Regions from separate parts of the Mus musculus genome. Here regions 1, 3, 4 and 5 are each linked to region 2. Evidence: chromatin contacts called from public HiChIP or PLAC-seq and promoter capture Hi-C data. All regions are on one chromosome and are shown on one strand. Each heading gives the region's core, a stretch centred on a gene start, on an enhancer-like site or on the middle of the called end of the contact. The rest is flanking DNA. Distances are from core to core; before and after follow the strand shown.

What was found. Promoter capture Hi-C pulls out the DNA fragments that hold promoters and counts their contacts. HiChIP or PLAC-seq counts read pairs in DNA pulled down with a chosen protein or histone mark.
Region 1: an H3K4me3 HiChIP or PLAC-seq map of embryonic limb bud shows a contact between it and region 2, with 2.4 times the contacts expected there. The contact joins the enhancer-like site here to the promoter of Arhgef2 in region 2. A contact is called at or near these places in 1 of 39 promoter capture datasets (cranial neural crest), 9 of 115 datasets of contacts at active chromatin or transcription factors (the SCID.adh cell line, astrocytes, embryonic forebrain and 5 more) and 4 of 9 other capture datasets (adipose tissue, embryonic stem cells, liver and 1 more).
Region 3: an H3K27ac HiChIP or PLAC-seq map of thymic regulatory T cells shows a contact between it and region 2, with 5 times the contacts expected there. The contact joins the enhancer-like site here to the promoter of Arhgef2 in region 2. A contact is called at or near these places in 3 of 39 promoter capture datasets (cranial neural crest, frontonasal cranial neural crest and liver), 3 of 115 datasets of contacts at active chromatin or transcription factors (embryonic midbrain, pro-B cells and thymic regulatory T cells) and 1 of 9 other capture datasets (pancreatic islet).
Region 4: a contact with region 2 is called in a promoter capture Hi-C map of pre-B cells, with 6 times the contacts expected there. The contact joins the promoter of 1700113A16Rik here to the promoter of Arhgef2 in region 2. A contact is called at or near these places in 1 of 39 promoter capture datasets (pre-B cells) and 1 of 9 other capture datasets (pancreatic islet).
Region 5: an HNF4G HiChIP or PLAC-seq map of pancreatic cancer cells shows a contact between it and region 2. The contact joins the promoter of Fdps here to the promoter of Arhgef2 in region 2. A contact is called at or near these places in 4 of 39 promoter capture datasets (cranial neural crest, hippocampal neurons, liver and 1 more), 7 of 115 datasets of contacts at active chromatin or transcription factors (the SCID.adh cell line, astrocytes, differentiating embryonic stem cells and 4 more) and 3 of 9 other capture datasets (adipose tissue, macrophages and pancreatic islet).

The regions. Positions count from the first base shown.
Region 1 is chr3:88,930,739-88,934,029 of GRCm38.p6, forward strand. It overlaps Dap3 (death associated protein 3), which reads right to left. Exons shown (of 13, transcript NM_022994.3): 4 at 2,827-2,928; 5 at 174-282. Among named protein-coding and RNA genes, the nearest start is that of Dap3, 18 kb to the right of the region's middle. Within about 2 kb of position 1,428, at least 4 of the 459 cell types and tissues checked have an H3K27ac peak or open chromatin away from gene starts, as enhancers often do. A contact at or near this core is called in embryonic limb bud, where this site is marked.
Region 2 is chr3:88,619,288-88,622,616 of GRCm38.p6, forward strand. It overlaps Arhgef2 (rho/rac guanine nucleotide exchange factor (GEF) 2), which reads left to right and starts at 1,872. Exons shown (of 22, transcript NM_008487.4): 1 at 1,872-2,034. The coding sequence starts at 1,972. Gm20652 (a long non-coding RNA gene) reads right to left here and starts at 1,818. Exons shown (of 2, transcript XR_375820.2): 1 at 1,744-1,818.
Region 3 is chr3:89,060,129-89,063,355 of GRCm38.p6, forward strand. All of the region lies in intron 16 of Ash1l (ASH1 like histone lysine methyltransferase), which reads left to right. Among named protein-coding and RNA genes, the nearest start is that of Gm24403, 13 kb to the left of the region's middle. Within about 2 kb of position 1,798, at least 8 of the 459 cell types and tissues checked have an H3K27ac peak or open chromatin away from gene starts, as enhancers often do.
Region 4 is chr3:88,175,876-88,179,043 of GRCm38.p6, forward strand. It overlaps 1700113A16Rik (RIKEN cDNA 1700113A16 gene), which reads right to left and starts at 1,910. Exons shown (of 3, transcript NR_045997.1): 1 at 1,712-1,910; 2 at 1-60.
Region 5 is chr3:89,100,136-89,103,451 of GRCm38.p6, forward strand. Fdps (farnesyl diphosphate synthetase) reads right to left here and starts at 1,832. Exons shown (of 10, transcript NM_134469.4): 1 at 1,727-1,832; 2 at 534-696. The coding sequence starts at 674.

The DNA.
Region 1 (3,291 bases), core at 178-2,677, 310 kb after region 2:
CAACACAAAAAAACCATCAGAAGCAACATGTTTCCCACCAACAGCATTTCTCGCCCACCTGTATTGGTGCAAGTCTTCAATCACAGCACTCAGGAGAGGCAGAGGCAGACAGATCTGCTAAGTTTGAGGCTAGTCAGGGCTGTATAGCATGAGCTTGTCTCATAAAAGGATACAAAGAAGATATCGCACAGCTGGATGAGCAAAATTGGTATTTTTCAGGTAGCCCAGAAGCTCGAGAGCTGGCTTCCTGACCATCAGACAAGCTTCGCCAAAAGTCTTCACCTAAGCAAACAGGAGAAAGAAGGTGGGCATGAAACTCGTAGCCCTTCTAACCGCATGTGCACTAACTGAGACACAGCCAACCAGATTCCTACACTCATCTGTGTCCAGGTCTGAGAGCTTGGGTTAGATTTGGAAATCAATCCATGCATTTTAGTTGATAGCTGAGGTATATTGTTTCATATCAAGACACACAAATAGCTACCTTCTGATGCTTCTTCTTTGTTTATATTTTATTTTGTGACGGCAGGAATAAAATCCATACCAGTCAAATGGATGCATATACCCCACCCTACTACTAAGCTAGACCTCAGATCCAGCGCGGTTGCTTATATAAAGACCTCTCCCTCCCAGACAAAGTTAACTGATGCCATGCCTCTAATTCTAACAAAAATTTTGATGACAATGTTTGTATGATCTAGAAGTTAATTCCTTTTTCTTCTCTTCTTTTATATTTTTATGACAGGGTTTCTCTGTGTAGCCCCGGCTGTCCTGGATCTCACTCTGTAGACCGGTACACCGAGCTGGCCTTGAACTTAAGAGATCTGCCTGCCTCTGTCCTGACTGCTGGGATGGAAGGGATGTGCCACTACTGCGAGCTTGTTTTAGTCCTTACAACTTGCTTGCTGCTAAGCCAGATGCCCTGAGTGTGATTTCTAGAATGACAAGGTGGAGAGAACCAATTCCCCAAATTATCCTCACACCCACACATGAGTTGCGTCAAGTGCTCCCACCTCTGACAATAAAAAAAATCAAATAAACACATTGAGAAAATCCCTCATACTAGAACCAGGTGTGGTGGTAGATACCTATTATACCAGCACTAAGTAGGCTGAGACAGGGGCATTGCTACAAACTGGAGGCTAGCCAAGATAACATAGTCGTACCCTTTCCAGGACAATGAGCCCACAATGATACCAATCACCCAAACAAAAACAAATTCACAAACACCATGCCAGTCAACCCCCCCACCCCCGTCCCCCAATAAAAAATAAGGGCAACACCACAAAGAAAAATCTGGAACTGCGACAGTGCAGGTGAGAAAGCCTCTGTGTAAGCTGAGAACCAGAGGTTAAGCTCCAACACCCATAAAAAGTATCAGGGCACAGGAGTGTGCTTGTAGCCTAGCAGCAGAGCTTAGCGAGGTGGATGCCTGAGGCTCTGTCACCAGCCAGTGGCCTTCTAGCCAGGGCAGGCCCCAGTTCTCGTTAAAAACTGAAAGGGGGAGGGGGAGCTGGAGAGAAGCTAGTTAGTAAAGAGCGGCTGCTCTTGCAGAGGTACCAGGCTTGGTTCCTAGCACATCAGTGGCTGCTCACAACTGTCTAACTCCAGCTCCAGAGGATCCTGCACCCATGCCTGATTCTTCTGGCACTGAAAACATGTGATACACAGGCAAACATGAAGACAAAACACCTATATTAAACAAATAAACACGCCAGTAAAACGTGAATGTCTCTTGAGGAAGGACACTTCAGTCCTGATGTCAGGGTTCTATACATATGTCCATATGTACACCTGAACGTACTTCATACATACATACAATTTATTTGGAAAACCATTCCTGTTTAGCACAGACATAATTTTTTTCTTCTCTCTCTCTCTCTCTCTCTCTCTCTCTCTCTCTCTCTCTCTCTCTCTCTCTCTCTTCTCTCTCTCTAAAGAAGATCTCGCCAGGCGTGGTGGCGCATGCCTTTAATCCCAGCACTCGGGAGGCAAAGGCAGGTGGATTTCTGAGTTTGAAGCCAGCCTGGTCTACAGAGTGAGTTCCAGGATAGCCAGGACTACCCAGAGAAACCCTGTCTCGAAAAACCAAAAAAAAAAAAAAAGATCTCATGTAGGCAAGGGTGACCTTGAAGCTCTTCCTGCTTCTACTCCCAGGGTGGTAGGCTGATAGGTCTGTCTCCAAACATGAGGTTTTGAATTAGGACCTCATACTGTATGTAACCCAGGCTAGCCCATTACTCACCATGCAGTCCAAACTGGTCCCAAACTTGAAGTAATCCTCCCACTGCTGCCTCTTTATAAATTACTTTTTAAAAAAAGATTTATGTATTTATATTTATATGAGTACACTGTAGCTGTCTTCTGACACACCAGAAGAGGGCATCAGACCCCATTATAGTTGGTTGTGAGTCACCATATGGTTGCTGGGAATTGAACTCAAGACCTCTGAAAGAGCAGCCTGTGCTCTTAACTGCTGGGCCATCTCCCCAGTCTTCCACTGCTGCCTCTTAAGCGCTGGGATTACAGGTATGTGTCCACACACCTACCTTCAATTCACTTAGAATAATTATCTGAAATGTCAAGAGTTCTGGAAACTTGCTCAGTAACTCAAGGAAAAAAGTGCTGATTATAAAAGAATCCTTTCCTGGTTCTGAAGTGTACTTAAGTGGCTAACAAAAGATAAATCCTAAACGTGGTGCCTACGAGTCCTTAGGTGATTTTTGATTTTCAGAAATGTCAAAGCCTCCACACCCCCCATCAGCCCTTTCCCCACCATCGGAGCCCTGCACTCTGGGATCCCCTGCTCCATGTGTGTTGGAGTACCTGCATCATGTACCGAGGAGGCAGGCCGTGAGGAAACACTGTCTTCAGATCCTGGAGGGGGATGCTGTAGTGCTGACCCTCATGCTGCTCCCCATGCTTAGCCTGGAAACACACACGAGCAGGAACAAGCGGTCACGAGTGATTACACTGACAAGAAGCTAGGCTGGGTGTGGTTATATACTGCCTATTATCCCAGCACACAAACGCTGAAGCAGGAGAATTATCTTGCATCGCAAGCCAGCCTAGGCTATAAAGTCCTTGCATCAATAAACAAACAAACAAAATAAAAATCCCATTAAGTCTAAAGACATACAGCTAACCACCACCACCAACCACCACCACCACACAGAGCAGACACTCCCTGCAGAGGCCACAGCTTGGGCAAACAGTTACATCTGCTAGTGGGGAAAGGGTTCCTTTTTGTGATATGGTCTTGCTGTGTAGCTCAGGCTGGCTTGGATCTTC
Region 2 (3,329 bases), core at 622-3,121:
GGTGGAGCAGACAGCGAGCTGAGGCTGGGGAAACACAGTAAAAGGCTAGAGGAGGAGGTCACCCTCTTCTTCCATAGACCTTCCACATGGGCTTTACGTACTGACCAGACCCTCAAAAGAGTCTGGGGGAAACCTAGATTTACTAGTTACTCAAGAGTTTGGCTTATAACAATTTCTAGTTCAGGCCTTAGAGAAAATTGAGGTCTCTGCCCCCCCCCCCCCCAAACCAGGCAGCTCATTCTGACCTCTAGCTGATTGTTAGTACATTTCTCAGCTTTGGCTGGTCACTCAAGCGGGGCAAGTCTGGAGGCTCAGAGCCAATAGGAACATGGCAGGTCCTGAGGCCTTCCTAGGATTCCTTCAGAGAAAACAGAATTGGTCTGGGAAAGTCCTTTCTGCCTCATCTGGCCAGCCTGAACTGGACATTGTTTCTTTTTCCCTGGCCTTTACTATATAAGGACCCTGAACAGGAGAATGGGCACAAAAGGTGAGGGAGTTCCTAGGCAGGAGATAGGTCAGAGGAGCAGAGTGGGAGGGGAGCAGAGCCGGGGTGAGGAGCTGAGGAGCCCAACCAGCACAGCGGGTGGATGAGGCAGCCGAGCCCAAATTAGAGACTGAGGCTAAAATTGGCACTCTAGGAGTGCAGGGCTGGGCTGGAAACCTGCAGCCCTAACACCACCCTCCCTGCCCCGCTACCGAGAAGAACAGAGCAGAAGCTGGTGACAGTGGCTGGGCCTCATCTCCCTCCCTCTTTCTTTTTTCTTTCTTTCTTTTTTTTTTCGGTGTTTTGAGACAGGGTTTCTCTGTGTAGCCCTGGCTGTCCTGGAACTCACTCTGTAGACCAGGCTGGCCTTGAACTCAGAAATCTCCCTGCCTCTGTGCAACACCACGCCTAGCCATCTCCCTCCCTCATTACCACACACTTTTGGGACTAGATTAGGTAGTACCCTAAATTTTTACAAAACTTTGCCCCAGGGTGCTCAGGTTTTTACAGAGAAATCGGAGACCTTGATAGGTGGAAACGGAGCAGACTGGAGAATTTCCCCAGTGGCAGGAAACTCAGGTTGACTCAAAGGGTCCAGAGAAATGAAAACCCACCCACACTCCTCAGCAAGCTCAAACGTTTCCAGACAGGGCCAAGTTGTTTCTATAGTCTCCTGTGGCAGAGAAAACTGGTGTCAGGACACAAGGAAGGATTTCCTCAGCTAGCCTCAGGAAAGGTGGAGCCTTCTCACCTTCACTGCCAAAGTAATTGGCAGAGGTGGGGCTGAGAAGGATGGTCAGAGTGTGGTCCACAAGGCCCAGAGGGGTGAGAAGCTGGGCGGGGGGTGGGGGGGGGTGAGGGGAAAACCCTCTCTTGTGGACTCCTAGCTTTTGGAAAGGAGTCCCCTTCTTCACTCTTTTGGGGGAGTGAAGCCTGTTAACGATGAAGCTTCTAGTTCCCCTTTCATTGCCCCCTCCCTCTTGTCATACCAGTCCAACATTGTAAAAGCGGTCTGTGTACTCAAGCCTGTTTGATGAGTGAGCCCTTATGGCTAGGTCTCCCAGTTACCGATAAGGTGATAGAATCCCCTTAGGGTCTTTAAAGAGTGAAGTTACCCGGAATGGGCGCCGGTGTTTTTCAAGGACAGCCGAGCTAAGGGAGGTCGCTGAGGTCAGAGAGTGTTCCTAAGCGCTAAAGGGAAAAGGGATCCTCGAACCTGTCCCAAGGACCCCTGTCCAGCAGACTGCAGCGATACTAACCCCGGCGTCCCGTCCGGTGCGCGGGTACCCCGCCCTGCCTCCGCTCCGCCTCTCCCCTTCCTGAGCTCGGGTGGGGGAGGAGACTAGGGTTTGAGGAACTGGTGCTGGGTGCAGGGGCGAGGGGACTCAGACTTCCTGTCCCCGAGGCCGACGCGTGCGGCCGGACCCCTCCCCCGCCGTTGCTGGACACCCGGGGCCGCCGCGTCCTCCCGCGGCTCACGCTGGATTATGTCTCGGATCGAATCCCTCACTCGCGCGCGGATCGACCGGAGCAAGGAGCAGGCAACCAAGGTGGGCTGGCTCTGCGACCGGGCGCCCTGCCGACCTCTGGGCCTCCGCCCCGCGTCCCGCGTCCCCCCGCCCGCTCTGGGGCGCCCGAGTCCGCGCGCAGCGGCCGGACGGGGTGGGTGGGGCTGCGAGCGCGTGAGGAGGGGGCTGGAGGACCGCAACGTGACCCGCGTCTCCAGCACCCGCGCAGCTTCTGTGCGGGGATCTAGGAGAGCTGAGCTGGGTTACCAGTGGTTCGGCGGGACCGAGTGTTTTGGGCCGCTCGGAAGAAAGTTGCTCCGGTAAGGGATCGAGCGGGAAAGAGGGGCGAGCGTGTCGGGTTCCTAGGGACGACGCTCTTGGGCACCCCTTTCCGCACCCCAGTTCCGGGGGTTGCTTGCGGCCGTGCCCGCTAGCGCCGGCTCGGTCGTTCCCCCTTTGTCCCCACCAGCGGGTGGAGGGGGCCGGAGGGGGTGTTTTCCAAGCTCCCTCCCCCACCTTCCCGCCCCTCCAAGACAAAAGTCAGCTCCTCCTCTTCTTGCGGATGGACTTTCCAGCTGTGATTCAGTTCTTGCCTGGGGTAGGCGGGTGGCTAGGGGTCAAGACAGCAAGCGGCCGCCCATTTTCTCCGCCAGGCCAAACCGATCCATCAGGTGAAGCAAGCTGCCTTTGTGTCGCTGGGATGCCTTCTCACATCCTGAGCGTCTCGGTGCCAGGACCCAGAGTAGTTCCCACCCTTATCTGTTTCATCAGCTTCCAGGCTCCTGGTTCTCCAGCCGCCTCGGTTAACCCAGTTCCCCCACTCCCCTCAGCCATATTTCGATTATCGCCTCGGCTTGGGGGCCCTTCACCTGTCATCTGGAGTCTGGCTGTGTAATTATCAGCACACTCTGCAATACGACCTCTCCAGCACGCCTTTACAAGTGTCCTTTATTCCTGTCTTTGTATTCAGACGCCCTCCCAAATGCCATGACTTTCCTCACCTCAGCTCACAGGAAGTGGTGAAGCCGAGGAGGACTTGTAGATGAATAAGTGAAGCCAGGGGGGCCTGGTTCAGGCGGACGGCGCCTCCCTGTACCTCAGGACACTCACATTATAAGGCTCTCTCGGAAAGCAAAGGCAGGAAGGGCTTTAATCTTAATCCCTGTCCTTAGCGAGAGCGTAATGACCCTCCCGCAGCCAGCCAACCAAGCAGATCATTTTCAGGCTGGAAAGCCACTCTGCGAATGGAAAGCTGCCCTCTCCCTTCCTCCAAGGTTCCAGGCTTTAGCTACTTGCTTTACTGCTACACTGGGAGAAGGTCGGTAGGGGTGGAGAGC
Region 3 (3,227 bases), core at 548-3,047, 440 kb after region 2:
TCCCAACACCCACATGGCTCCTCACAACCCTTGGTAAAACCAGTTCAAGAAAGAAGAGCTGTAGAAAAGGCTGAGCAGTTAAGCGCACTGGCTGTTCTTCCAGAGAATCCACTTCCAGTGCCCAGTGCCCACATGCAGTTCCAGGGGATCTGACAGGCTCACACAGACACGACAGTGCACAGCGGGTGGAAAAACACAGGGCTCTAAGAAATGCACAAATATGTATTCAGGCTAAACATCCATAGATAGATAGATAGATAGATAGATAGATAGATAGATAGATAGAGATAATTAAATGATAATAAATTTTAATTTTTTAGAAAAAAATCATGTAAAATAAAATTAAAAAACCTTTCCTTTTTATTTTAAGATTTTTTTTTTTATTTTATATGCATTAGTGTTTTGCCCACATGTATGTCTGTGTGAGGATGTCAGATCCCCTGGAACTGGAGCTGCAGACAGTTAAAGCTACCATGTGGGTGCTGGGGATTGAACCCAGATGGTCTGGAACCCCCTGTGCTCTTAGCTGTTGAACCATCTCTCTAGCCCCTACCTTTCCTTTTACAAGACATGTCTTTTGAGCACAGTCATGAATGAACAAGCAACTATAAATTAGGGCTAAATATTTTAGTGGTATAAGTAACTTTCTGATCAGAAAATTAGGTGTGTTTAAAAATGAAAGATTTTTGGGTTTACATAATAGCTCAGTGGATAATGGTGCTTGCCACCAAGCCTGACAACTAGAGTTTGCCTCTTCCTGACCATGCATGCACCACTGCATTCATAGGTTGGCACACATACATGCATACGAAATAAATGTTTTGTTTTTACTAAATAATAAGGACCCTGGGTTTGATTTCCCAACATTCACAAAGCAGTTTACAACTGTCTGTAACTTCATTTCCAGGGACTCTGATGTCCTCCTTTAACTTTCAGAAACATCAAGCACACATGTGGTACACAGATACACATGGAGGCAAAACACCTAGACACATAAAAGGAAATAAAATTTTAAAAAGAGACATAAACTATGAAACTGGGTGAAACATTTTGTTATGTTTGTAGCTTTTTCAAATTAATTTTTATTTATGTGGGGGGTGGGGGTTGTCTACACTACATGCTTGCCTGGTGCTCCTGTAGGCTGGAAGAGGGTGTGTAATGTCCTGGAACTGGAGGCCTGGTTGTCTGCAGGAGCTGCCAGTGCTCATAACTACTGAGCCATCTTTCCAGCCCCATAATTGTAGCTTCTTAGGATTGACTTTGGTTTATCTGTCTTACTTATTGCCCACGTTTTGAGAATTTGCTTTGGTTAGTTAGATTTTGTCTACTCTTCATCTTTTATATTTTGTTGGCTTTTTGTAGTTTTCTTTTTCTTTTTTAAAATTGTTTTATTTATTTACATTCCTTCCTTAACCCCAAGAATATAATAAGGAGGGAGCCAAGCTGGAGGCAAGCCTCACTGGCAAGACCCTGAGCAGTCCTTACAACATCAAAAAATAAAATGGACGGAGAGATGGCAAATCTTTAAAAAAAAATGTTACTTTAGGTGTAAGTTTTGTCACCCCTTTGATCCCCACACTTAGGAGACAGAGCAGGTGGACAAAGTTCAAGAGTTCCAGGAAAAGCAGGCTTCACAGAGAAGCCCTGTCTCAGAAACAACTAACAATGGGGGGGTGGGGTTGCCCATTGTGGTTCTTTAGTCCCAGCATTTAGGAGGCAGAGGCCAGTGGACCTTTGTGGGTTTGAGGTCAGCCTGCTGTCAAAGCATTCCCCAGGCCAGCCAAGGCTGCATAGTGACAGGGTCTCAGTGTGTCTCTGGAAGGTGGAGCTTCCCTTTCTCCCACGCCCAGTTGGTCTGACTCACATGGAGGGAGCTACTCTCAGGTCACTGCTTTCCGTCACTGCACAGGACACCATCAGAAATGAGATCGCAAATGAGAAAAGTCCCTCACTGAATGCTATGTGTATCAACATAACTGAATGAAAAAAATTAAATTCTAGAAAATATTTACTAAATTACTTCTTATTTGGAATTCAGTCAAATCCACACCAACAGAAATATCAATTACAAACAATTATGAGAGGCTGTGGATGTGGAAATCTTTTTGTTGTAAAAAGATTTATCATCCCAGTGCACGTAGGTGGTGCACTTTCATGCCCATCAAAACAAATAAATATTTAAAATAAAGAAATGCTGGAGAGATGGCTCATTGGTTAAGAGCACTCACTGTCTGTTCTTCAGAGGAACCAGGTTCAATTCCCACCACCCACATAGCACTGTCTGTAATTCCAGTTGCATGGGATCTGCAACCTCACACAGATAAATATGAAAGCAAAACACCAGTACATACAAATTAAAGAAGATTTGTCACCCTATAACAGGATTAGTACAAGAATGAGAAACTCAAATTTCTCTTTGCTTGCATAGTCCTTTAAAGCTAGCAGGCATATGAGCAGAAGCAAGAATGTTCCCTAAATACCCTAGCTATTTCAATAGTTACAGCTCACATTCTTCATGAGAAACTATTTTTATTTACTATCACTGTGTTATATTTTAAATATGCACTATATCCGTCATAATCCTCAATTTTTAAATTATTGTTTGTTATTGGGGGTTAGGTTTTTGACTGTCAAGCCTCAGAATAGTTACTTTTCCCCACTCCAAGTTTCAGTGTGGAGTTTTCTAGTTTTTTTAGTTCAAAGACCTTTAGGATCTAGAACAATGGCTTAGTATTATTAAGAGTACTGTGTGTTCCTATAGAGAATACAGGTTGAATCCCCAGCCTGTATGATGGCTCACAGCTGCCAGTGATTGGCATTCAGTTATCTGGTCCTCTCTGGTCTCTAGAGGCACCATGCACACGTGTGGTACACAAACGTACATACAGCTAAAACACCCATACACATAAAATGTTATTTTTCAAGTACACTGTGCTGCTGGGGAGGTGACTGAATGGTGCAGAACACTGGCTGTCTTTGACAAGACTCAGGTTCAATTCCCAGCACCCACATGGCATTGCATCACACATGTGGAGCACCGCATATATGTGCGGACATGAAGCTAGGCAAACACTCATTTACATAAAAATAATTAGTATCTCCACAAAGAAAAGAGAGGGTGTTCATAGGCTGGAGCCGCCCACTGCATGTACAGGCTCTCAGTTCTATCCCCAGCACCCCTTTAAAAAAGGATTTTTTTTTTCTTCTTTGAAACAGTGTAAGCCAGC
Region 4 (3,168 bases), core at 660-3,159, 440 kb before region 2:
TGAAACTCGGGGGTATCCTCTGCTGTACGTGAGCTCAGGATAACTGGAATACATGGAATTCTAGTAAAAAAAAGAATAAAATGAAACTAAGCCAAACATTCTAACATGATCCCAAGGATCTTAAAAAATACTGACTGGACATTATCTGGCATGGTGCCTACACAAATGAAAGACAGTGCATATTTTTGTTGTGTTTTTTATGTGATTTTCTTTTTCTTTTTTGGTTTTTCGAGACAAGGTTTCTCTGTTTCCTGGCTGTCCTGGAACTCACTATGAGACCAGGTTAGCCTCGAACGCAGAAATCCACCTGCCTCTGCCTCCCAAGTGCTGGGATTAAAGGTGTTCGCCACCACTGCCCGGCTTTTTTTGGGCGGGGGGGATTTTCTTTTCTTTTTTTTTTTCCATTTTTTATTAGGTATTTAGCTCATTTACATTTCCAATGCTATACCAAAAGTCCCCCATACCCACCCACCCCCACTCCCCTACCCACCCACTCCCCCTTTTTGGCCCTGGCGCTCCCCTGTACTGGGGCATATAAAGTTTGCGTGTCCAATGGGCCTCTCCAGTGATGGCCGACTAGGCCATCTTTTGATACATATGCAGCTAGAGTCAAGAGCTCCGGGGTACTGGTTAGTTCATAATGTTGTTCCACCTATAGGGTTGCAGATCCCTTTAGCTCCTTGGGTACTTTCTCTAGCTCCTCCATTGGGAGCCCTGTGATCCATCCATTAGCTGACTGTGAGCATCCACTTCTGTGTTTGCTAGGCCCCGGCATAGTCTCACAAGAGACAGCTACATCTGGGTCCTTTCAATAAAATCTTGCTAGTGTATGCAATGGTGTGGATTTTATTTTCTTGTGTGTGTGTGCATGAGTGTCCCTGGAGGCTGGAGCAGGGCATCAAGTTTATTGGAGCTAATGTTACAGGCAGTTGTGAGATGTTGGCATGGGTGCTAGAACCAATTCAGGTCAGCAAACATTTTTTGTTGTTTATGTGCATTGATGTTTTGCTTGCATGTCTGTCTATGTAAGGACAGTTGTGAGCTGCCATGTGGGTGCTGAGAATGGAACACAGGTCCTCTGGAGGAGCAGTCAATGCTCTTAACCACTGACTCCCCCAGCAAACATTCTTATACAACACCCCTCTGGTCTCCTCAGGACACATGTGTACATACACATTTTTTTTTAATAAAAAATACTCCCAAGTTGCAACTTTTTGAAGCTGATCTCTTTTTTAGCTGAAGGACGAGTTCCTCGAGTATTGCCATATAAAATAGAACTAGGGTGTGGGTCTCTTGGACTCAGCTATCAAGGTCAGTGGTTCTTAGGAGCAATCAGTGCTGTCTAACTGTTCATGCCACGAGGCCAGTGGTTATTTTGGTCTGACTCATCCTTTAGTCCCATGGGCTATCTTTTCCAGCCTTGTGATTGTGTGGGAACTTGTTCAAGGATCAGCAGATGTGGAAGGGACCCAGGCGATCTCATCTCAGGCTCTGGACCTGAATGTTTGCAGCCTGAAATCACTCACTACCTGGACGAAGAGCAAATCCACTTTCCTGTCCTGTTTCAGACTTGGGTCTCAAATAGAAGAGGTAGCCTTAGCATAGTTTACAGGTCCCCCCCCCCCCCCCCCGTTCTAGCCACCCAGCCTAGCGAAGTTCCTTGGTAGTTTGCAGCAGGTCAGTTCCGGCCTCTCGGGTGAGTCAGATTTACCCCTTAGCCTCGTATTGGCTCAGCTCCACCTCTCGGTGTCTGTCCAGTCTCGGGGAGCGTCTCCACCCTCACAGGATAGCGGCCCAGGACTACTCCTATTTAGGACATGAGCTGCCACGTGCCCAAAGCATGCTGGGTGCCCCTGGGGAGGGGAAGACCCGCAGGACGCCGGATCACGCGCCCGTTACGCACCGCCCCCACGTGACCCGCGGTGTGTTCCGGAGATGAATTGCTTCCGGGTTTCAAAGTAACCCTCCACTCTAAGGCGAAAGGGGGCGGGTATAGAAGGTAGGCTGTAGAGTCGCCTAACATCCATTTCCGTACGTTCTGCCCCACTCCCCCAAGGTGTCGCTGAGACCCTTGACTGCGTCTCCGGGGCTTAGCAGGTGGCAGAGCACGCTCCGGAGCCTCTCGTAAAGTTCCGCCGCGCGTGGAACAAAGGCCTTCAAGCCACGCCCGGCGCCGCCTGCTACTCAGGGGGAAGTAGGTAACTAGGCTCACTCCATTGGCCCTTCGGGTGAGTGATGGAAGCACCGGCCAACCGCTGCCTGCACAAGATGCGTGCGTAGTACTCAGAAGGTTCAGCAAGGGTGAAACTACGTGAAGCTCTAGTTTTGGGCAGTTTCTCTGGGGCTCTGAGGAGGTGCGCATGCGTAAAACCCCCATCGTCAACTTCCTGCACAAATTGAGAATTAGCACCCTCAGCCTTGGCAATTTTACTGAGATTGACAGCACTGCGTAAGATCTGGCATTGCCTGGGCGTTCCAGAAGGAGAATCCGACAGGCGAATGCAACGATTTGTCATTGTCAAAACTGTTAACCACAAAGTCCACGCCGAAAAACTGCGTGATTGAATTATTTAAAAAAGGGGGCTGGAGAGATGGCTCAGTGGTTAAGAGCACTGATTGCTCTTCCGAAGGTCCTGAGTTCAAATCCCAGCAACCACATGGTGGCTCACAACCATCTGTAATGAGATCTGATGCCAGTCCAGGGTGTCTGAAGACAGCTGCAGTGTAGTTACATATAATAAATAAATAAATAAATAAATAAATAAATGAATGGTGTAGTTACATATAATAAATAAATAAACAAACAAATAAATATTTAAAAAAGAAAAAAATCGCGGGGCTGGGGATGTAGCTCCGAGCCCGGAGTTCTGCTGGAGTTCGACCTGGTGTGTGCATATAGGATTAGAAGTTCAAGGCTATCCCGAAATATAAGAGACTCTGGTCTAAAAAAAAAAAAAAAAAAAAAAAAGAGCCACAAATGATTTTGTTTGGAGAAGTAGTCACAGATGCCGTCCACTTTAATGGGCCACAGGTTGGACACGCCTTGCTCTATTTTCCTGTCTTCTGGCGGTAAGATTATAGTGCGAATAGCCTGAGAGCTATTGGCCTGAATCTGTGCAGACACCTTGCTACAGTAGTAAGAATATTTATTTAGAGAGGTTTCACAGT
Region 5 (3,316 bases), core at 582-3,081, 480 kb after region 2:
GCTCACAACCATCCTCACACATACATACACGCAGGCAAATCGTCAAATGTCCAAAAAGTGAAAATAAAAATGTCTGTCTTTAAAAGACTTCCCAATCCAGGCACGGTGGTACTGTCACTGACATAGCACACAGAAGGCTGAGGTGGGGTTTGTGTGTCTGAGGCCATGTGGGCTTAAAAAACATGAAACTCTGTCTTAAGAAAATAAACACTGGAAGGAAATAGGTAACTCCAGTAGAACAGTCTTTCTAACAATACAATAACTTCCCTCAGGCCTCAGTGCCAACAGCCTCATGGTATCTACTAAGATCCTATCATAGTTTCAGGGCATGAAATCAAACTTTACTAGGTCCAAGGCTACTCTCAAGCAAGGCTCTCTGGATGGTCAAAAGTCATGGAGCCAAACATCCCCGAGGAGGGCTGAAGTGCAGCAGAGACCCATCTACTCCAGAGACCCAGGTAGTCACTTCGCTCTTATCGAAACCCCTCATGAATCCACACCTCTACCAGCTTCTTCAGTCCTGAATGCCTCACCTCCTTGAGCCGGGCAATAGCATCCCCTATCTCTGGGTGTCCCAGCTCCTTCTCAGTCAGCACCTTGACGATCTGGGAGAAGTGCTGGATGAAATTCTGCTTTTCTTGGTTATAAGCATCCAATTTCTGGTTCCCATTCATTCTGACAGAGGAGCTAAATGCTCTGAGGGAAAAAAAAACACACACACAAACAAATGAGAGGGTGGCTCGGGTGCTTCCCTCCCCGAAGCCCCACACCCCAACCACACTCACCGAGGCTCCTCTGTCCACACTTGGCACCACCAGCGGGCACTGTGCCAGGCCCCCAGGACTGGACACCCATATGCCAGGGAGGGTCGTTGTAGGAAACCAAGCCACCTCTCCCGGGGTGCCCAGCAGGGGGCTGGCAGCAGGAAGACCCCCAGAGATCTCAGCCAGCAGGACAGGGGCATCCTGGGTGTGCATGGGGGTGGGGGCACCAAGCACTCCCTGCAGGAGCAAGCACCGAAGGCAGATGCTTGGTAGCAGTTACCTAAGGTATCCCCCAAGCCAAGCTTGTTACCTCCTGCATTAGAACGCCCCACCCCGCTTCTAAACTCAAGAATTACATAAAAAACACACAGGAAATGAAAAGTTTGTCGGAGTGACTGAGATCCAATAGATCTTCACTTAAACCGAAAATGGCTAAAACTGAACACTTTCTACTTCCAAGGTTGCGTTCACTACAATTCGGAACATTGTATTACGGGAATTACGGGATGCAAGGTCCTTAAGTCACAATGTTAATGGAGACACCGAACTGAGGTTCAGTGAATGTAAGAGAGCTGAGCTGACGAAGAGCCAAAGCTGGAACCCAGGAGTCCGGATGTAGGGGAAAGAGAGGGAAGCTCTTAGATAGTCCCAATGAGGGGACTGGAGCCGAAGGTGCTGTGCGCTTGTCATCTGTCCCGGCACTGGTGCTAACCGCAGCCGGCCTCCGAGCAACAGGTGGGCGTGGGAGGACTCACAAGAGTAAACTAAAGGCCTGGCGTACGGAAGACTTGAGGAAGACGCCAGCGTTTAGAAATTCACGAAGGCACAAGCAAACCGTTCATTCTGGCCCACCGACCCCAAGCCCCGTAACTCCAACACGGACTGGTCCTTTAGTGCCTCGGAGCTTCACCCGATCCGAGACACGGGTAAACCTCAGCTCCAGCCCCAACAATAGCTCTCACCTGTTCTTCAACGCGGATTCTCCCGGGGTCCAAGATGTTTGCGGCTTACACCTAAAAGCTGAGCGTGCATCCGCTCAGCACTCTGGGAGTTGTAGTTCCCAGTCTCCAGGCTCAGGAGGCAGAACATAAATATAAAACTACGACTCCCGGCATGCCACGGACTAGGCGGCAAGAAACTCAGACTTGTGTCTCAGGGTGGGTGTGGCCTAGTTCGCTGATTGGCTAAATTACCTCGTGTGAGCATGGGCCTTGTGACGGCTGGCCAATGAAAGGGTGGCGCGCGGACCATCAGCCCACTAGGCGGTCGGCGGTGTCGGTACACCCATACCGAAAGCCTGGGAAATTGGCTATCTAATTCCTAGCTATAGTTCTTCCAGTGCTTCTGGTTGACAGTGTTTCTAAGATCCCGGAATAACCAGCCTTGCAGCTTCCTATTTCCAACTCTAGCAAATCACTTCTTACATCTTTGATTCTAGTTAGGTGAAGTCGCTCATTTTTCCAGCCCTTAGAAGGGGTGAGGCAATAAGATCAAGAGTTAAAGCCATGGGGTGGGGCTGGAGGGAAAAAAAAAAAAAAGAGTTAAAACCAATATGGGTCGTGTAATGAGTTTTAGGCTACTTGGAAGACTATATGACTATATGAGAGAAAACAACACCTTTCCCCCAGGTACTTTGGCGCCCTTGAAGCAAAAAGGTAAAAACTCAAAGCAGATGTTAGAACTTTCGGCCTCACAGTTTGCCAGCCCACCACGTTGACTCCTTTTTACTCCACCCCAAACCCCATCGCGATCAGAAAAGAGACCTGAAACTACAAACCACCTCAGACATTAATGGACTTGTCCTTGAAGTATTAGAAATAAGTTTCATTGTCCCAAAGAAAGAGACCACTACCACTCCGGACTAAAAGGTTGAAGGGTCTAGACAAGATAAACTTTACACATTGGTTTATTCTGCAAGGTTTCTCCATGTAGCCCTGGCTGTCCTGGAACTCTCACTGTAGACCTGGCTAAACTTCAACTCACAGAGTGAGAAAATAGTAGATTGAACATGGCTCGCAGAGGGGACTAGACCATGCATAAGAGAAGGTAGGGAGCTTAAGGGAGGGCCAAAACAGCATAGCCGAGGTTATAAGAATGTGAAGTGAGGGAAGAGAAGCTCCTGAGATAGAGACGTTTAGGATAATGGGGGAGCTGAGAAGAGCCAGGAACATGTGATATACTGTGAGAGCCTGGATATACTGGGGGAGCCTGGAGGCCGGCATAATTTTTGTCCCTTCTGCTGCCCATGTAAGGGTAACCCCTTTGGTAAAGGGGAACCGGTTTCACAAGTTCCTAACGAATGCTAGTTTTGGTCAGAATTTGAGGAAATGGAGTTTTCTTTAGAGCTCCTTTGGACAGTAACAACATAAGAAACAGACAAGCCAGGGTAACAAAAATAGTCATGAAACAAACTCATGGTAATACCCAATTAACTGCCAGGATGCCAAGTCTGTGCAAGAAGAGAAGAGCTGTCAACCACTGGCTTTGCAAATGGAAAAGAATAAATTAAGATGGTTATCTCATACTGAGGGAAAAGGCAGTAGACTCCCTGA